Regions from separate parts of the Capsicum annuum genome. Here region 1 is linked to region 2. A link is a contact called in public Hi-C data. All regions are on one chromosome and are shown on one strand. Each heading gives the region's core, a stretch centred on a gene start, on an enhancer-like site or on the middle of the called end of the contact. The rest is flanking DNA. Distances are from core to core; before and after follow the strand shown.

Region 1 (2,864 bases), core at 50-2,549, 71 kb after region 2:
GCAGTACATATAGGGGATTCTTATGGATTTAATGATCCTTTATAAGTAGTAGACTGTGACTAAATGTTCAAATTGAATTAAAGTAACTAATAGTGAAATGCAAAATGACTTAGGAGTATATTTAGTAGTGTAATGGATGAAATAACATGAAATATAGTCAGACAAGTCATCCACCGATAAGGATAAGACTTTAGTTTCGGCTAAGTGCGTTGGTATTTCACTTCACGTAAATTCTGCTTGGTATTTGCATTAATTTTTCATAGTTTTGAAGAATGGTTAGTTTGCTAAATTATTTATTTAAGAGTTTATAACCTTTTAACGTATTTGATTTCTGAAATGGTTGCCAAAAGATGCCACATCTTTTGTGGGTGTACTTTTTTTCAACTTTTACTCTTAAACTCCTAAAGCGGCTTGTTTGTCCAGTCTTTCATGTCTCAAGGGGCAGAGAAAGATCTTACATGCACCTGCAGTGTGTTTATGCTATTGACCATTTAACATGTTAAAAGGCACAATGTGCATATTACTGCTGATTATGTTGTACTATGAGGAGGAGAAAGAATGACTTGCCTGATACATATTAGTGCAAGAATGAGTTTGGGGTTACTTCACGTCGCCTCACCACTCCTCTGGTGTGACCTCCATTTGAGAATAACAAAAGTCTCTGCGTTGGAACTTGACATTGCAAGCATCCGTTCTCATTTTGCTGTTGTGTAGCCAATATAAAAATCCTAAGGTCATAAATCTATATATATTGCCTCAATTTTGTACTTGCTATAATAATCTTCAGCTGATAACACCTTTTCTTGTAAATATCCTTCATACATCCATTGTTTCAGGTTACTGGTATGGTGACTCAATGGCATTATGAGTTTGAAATGCATTTTATATTTAACAGCAACCACTTTTACGTTTTCTATCTTGAACTTATTTCTTCCTGATTTTTGTGTTGGTTGCTAGACACATGGAGTAAGAGCTGGGCAGGAAGCTGAAAATAAAGGAATTGGACTCATTGAGGTATTGAATTGTTATTGCCTATTGTTGCTTTCAGAGATATACAACATAGACAAGCTGTATTAGTATATTTCCAGAAGTCTGGTGTTTCCTGTTCTCTGTCCATTTATATTGTGCAGAGTTTTAATATCATCACGATTGATCTCGAAAGAGTAACGGAGTGATCAGCAGTATCATAGTTTTAAACCATTTTATTGGGAAAGATGAAGGCTCTCCCTTTCACTCTACATTTTTGGGTAGAAATACAGTACTTGTCACTTCTGTCAGCATTGATCACTGACTTCTACAGCCTACTAAAAGTAGCAGAGTTTGGCGTAGGTCTCAGGTTCCAAAGTTGTGTCTTTGAAAGATCTTTTTTTATAGACATTATGATAAATATATAAATCCAGTAGCATACATTTTCTGCCTGTTTTTTAATTACTTCTCTTTACTTGGTTATAATAAACCTTTGATTCTCTCTATAATGTCATATGTTTTGAAGCAATTGAATCCCTCATTGATTAAAGAGGCTACCAAATACTGGATGTATAGTCTAAATGAGCTCTCCCACCTAATAGGCAAGTCTTTTGGGTCAGGCTCTCCTGTTTACCCTATACGTATAACAGTTGATATCAGAGTAGGTTGATCAATGGTTGAGGTGGTGCACTTGCAGAAAATAAAAGGGAATTGCAGAGAAATGAAGAGAAAATAGGAAAGAGCTAACAACACTTCATTCATGCTCTTGCAGTCATTACATGTGACTTATATCCCACTCTCCGTAACTAACTAAGGGCCTAAATGCAATAACTGAATAATGAAATAATAAAATATTGAGGGACTTTATAGTAAAGATAGAAAGAGGACAACTAACTTATAACTAACTCAACCAGTGTATTCTACTTGACTTCCATCATTACTTACCCCTCAAAAACTTTCTTGACCTCAAGGAAGGAAGGTGGGAAATCTCAACTTAACTACAGAAGCATCCTCCCAAGTGGCACACTCTTCAGGGACCTAATACCAAGTAATTAACCATTGAGGCACAGCCTTGTTACCCTTCTGTATCATTCGTCGCTGCAACACCTTCAATGGAAATGGACAAAAGGGACTACTAGTATCAAGCACAGGAGGGTGAGACACAGAGGATGGGAGCACATGACAAGGCTTCAATAAAGAAACATGGAATGTAGGATGAATCGACAAGGTAGGAGGTAAGTCAAGCTTGTAATCCACTGGACCAACCCTCTCAATGATCAAATAAGGACCATAGTACCTGTATGATAGCTTGTGGAAGTGATGTGCATACATAGTGACTTGTCTATATGGTTGAATCTTCACAAACACCCAACTACCAAGCCTGTCTATCAATCCTATGCTTATTAGCCTGAGATATCATTCTCTGTTGATGAAATTTAAGCAATGACAATTTTAGTTCCCTAACTAACAGACTCCTATCCACTTCCACCAGTTCAGAATCACCAGACAAGTAAGGAAGATGCAACGGAGGAGGTTGACCATACAAATCCTCATAAGGTAAAGTATGAATAGAAGAGTGAAAGGTGGTATTGTACCACAACTCAGCAAATAAGAGAAAAGAACTCCAATCAGTAGGAGCATCAGCACAGAAACATTGGAGATAAGTTTCCAAACATCTATTGACTACCTCAGTCTGGCCATCAGACTAAGGGTGGTATGCAGTAGAAGTGCTAAGAGTAACCCCTTGTATTGAGAATAGCTCTTGCCACAACTTACTCACAAAAATAGGATCTCTATCACTAACGATGTTGGTTGGCATTCTGTGTAACTTGTACACATGTTCCATCAATAATTGAGCAATATCTCCAGTAGTGTAAAGGTGTGACAAGGCAACAAAA
Region 2 (2,911 bases), core at 291-2,790:
GCAATTTGGAAAAGGCGACCACCTCCTTCTTTTCGAGCCACTGCCGCTTAAATGTCAAAGTAAAAAATTCTAGATTATGGGCATCCGTAACTTTTGACGTTTCATTTTAATGCAGCCGACAGTCGCTCTTGGATCACTTTACTGTTCAGCTAGCATCACGTGCTGCTGATGAGCTGTGGTATGGAGAGCACCAGGTAAGATATGCTTTTGTTGGAGTCTCAAACATTATTATGAAATCTAGCCTAATAGGTAGCATGAAGCAAATCCATAGCCATTGGAACACACACAAATCTCATGCTCAACATGGAATAGACATACAAACATATATATGCACTAGGCACATTGCATGTAGTTTTGGAATAAATCTATTGACAAACTATGTAATTGGCTCAATTAACTCGTGAAACAGATTTCAGCTGCTAATTTGTGACAGTATGTTAACACATGACTTCTATACATCCTTTTAGAAGTTTCCACGCATCAGTTATTTGGATCTCTATCCATACCCGCATCCTTGCCCTTTCCTAGTCAAGTGTTACCATAATATCTTAATCTTGCACCTTGAATAATAACAGTGAACACAGTATTTGGATCAAACAGTAACCTAGGAAGTTAATATGCTTTTTCATGACATAAAGTCATTTGGATGATGGTCACTAATGCATATAATATATTTCAGTTCAGTATAATATGGGCTGAGACTGCAGCAGCTCGGACTTTTGTTCTTGGTGGTCTATCTGATGAACATTATGGTTTGTCTGACTTCTGGATTACAGATAGGTAAATGTAAGATTTCACTATCTATCTTTCCACGTTCCGGGCGTAAGAATACTTCAGTGGTATGCCGCTGCTAGAGTTTCAAATATGCTTCTAAAATTGAAATATATCCTTGTCTTTCTTTTGGGCTGCACTTCCGTGGTACTTCACTCCATCAGTATTTTCTACACTGATGTGTTTTGCGTGCCACCTGAATTCCAAAATATATTTTGCTTGTCAGGACATTGACTCTGAGGCACTTCACATCTTATCTTACATGTATATGCTTGATCGTGCAAAAGAGGTATCAGTAAAGCTCATTTCTCCTCTCTTCCACCTAAAATGAAGATAAGTTGCGAAATTGCATGCTAACTTAGGTTTTCACTAAAAATGACTGCATGTGCAGATCCTTCATCAAAATTGGAACCTTATGGATGCAATCGTTGAAATACTAGTCGATAGAAAAAGGTTGAGCTACATGGGTTCCTTCAACCAATGCCTCCCAGTGTAGTTGATCTCAGGTCCGCTAAACGCCACATGCTCACAAACTGGAAGCAAAAGCGTTTCCCAAGGACGGAATTGAGCAAGGCATTAGGATTGTGATATGCTATCAGGTCTGCTAAAACTGGAAACATGCTCTCCTCGTTTTGGTGACGGGTCTTTCCTTCTCACCTGCTGCTAACTCAGAGAAAGAAATAGAGTCACCATGCGCCTTTCGTGGGGTGAGCAAAAAAGCATTTCCCTGGATCCCTGGTATGAACTCACAAAAAGCATTTACCCGTTGGCTGCTTCGTCCAAAGCTTTTGGCTACTTGGCTGCTGGCGCTCGAGTCTGCTTTGCATGGTACGACTCCCTTTGGTCTAATTTTGTCGTGAAGATCCTATCGAATTCTGCTATAACTCAGATTGGATAGAGCAGAGAGTGCAAGAACTCTCTGAATAGATTTTGTTTCATTTTCTTAAAACGGTCGCGACCAAAGTAGTTTGTACGTAGCTCAATTATTCAACAAAATACTTGTTACTATTACTTCCTATGAGTGCATGAGTTGCCTGTAGTCATTAGACAGGTCTTTCGATATATTTTATAGTTTATAGATTCAAATTGCGCTTTCTAGTACAAAATAATTATTGTGTTCAATCACCTCCACATCAGGGTCTGGCGGGTGCAACGAATCCCTTTCTATGAAAAGTTGCTATAATGTGAAATATTTTTCTTTGCACATATAATATATTTGACCCAAATCTTCTTAATTTCTCTCTGTGTATTCACCTTTTTATGTTTGAAATTCCTTTGGTAAAAATTATCCCGACTCCAGCACTAGTCTCATTATGAACTGAACATGGTTAGTGTTTTTACAAGAAATCTCTGGCCAACCACACAAGTGAGTTCAATCAGTGGGAATGGTGGCGATAACCGATAGCGTAAGCAGACGTGAAATACAACAAATGTTTTTCTCACTGCTCTTTTATTTATTCAATTTTTTCAATAATATAATATCAAAATATGATTACTTTTTTTCTTGGAAAAAATTACTCAGCACTTTTTTTGTTTAACAAATTTGAGACAAAATTTAAAAATTTGCAAAGGACCTAATCACATTTTCTAAATCTAAAATTAAAGAACAAAGTATATATAATTTCAAAAGAGTACAAAAATTTAATTCATAACAGGTTAAATTTCATTTAAGTGAAATAAATTTTAGATTTTATTAAATTTGAGTACAAAAAAACAAAATATACCAGATGAAATAGGAAAAAATAAAAAAAAATATTGGTGATTGTTAAAGGCATGTGGAGTTTTGATGATAGACATGTGAATAAAACATGTTGTGAAAGCTGGTCCATTCAAGTGTACAAAGAAAAAATGCAGGCAAGACTGTTGATAAGATGATATTGTACATAGACAGGAGTGAATAAGCAAGAATATTCAGGAACCTTCTCAAACACTTATCACTTCAGTAAAGTGGAAGAAAATGCAATACTCAGAAGTTGAGTTGATCTAGAAATCCAACAATGAGAAGAGTTCTGCAAGGATAAAGGATAAAGCAAAAGAGTCCAATCCAACCAGGTGAGGAGAAACGGCTACAACAAGGAGTGGAGTTACTTGATAAAGTTGAAAGAAGAAAGAAGCATAAATCAACTAGGACTCCATCACA

Evidence for each region. A called contact is a pair of places that touch in the nucleus more often than the background predicts.
Region 1: a Hi-C map of leaf shows a contact between it and region 2, with 1.8 times the contacts expected there. The contact joins two enhancer-like sites. A contact is called at or near these places in 2 of 5 Hi-C or Micro-C datasets (leaf and placenta).

Annotation. Positions count from the first base shown.
Region 1 is chr1:7,161,497-7,164,360 of UCD10Xv1.1, forward strand. No RefSeq gene overlaps it. Among protein-coding and RNA genes, the nearest start is that of LOC107866887, 17 kb to the left of the region's middle. Within about 2 kb of position 1,300, at least 3 of the 5 cell types and tissues checked have an H3K27ac peak or open chromatin away from gene starts, as enhancers often do. A contact at or near this core is called in leaf, where this site is marked.
Region 2 is chr1:7,089,796-7,092,706 of UCD10Xv1.1, forward strand. It overlaps the pseudogene LOC107860593. Among protein-coding and RNA genes, the nearest start is that of LOC107866909, 29 kb to the left of the region's middle. Within about 2 kb of position 1,541, at least 2 of the 5 cell types and tissues checked have an H3K27ac peak or open chromatin away from gene starts, as enhancers often do. A contact at or near this core is called in leaf, where this site is marked.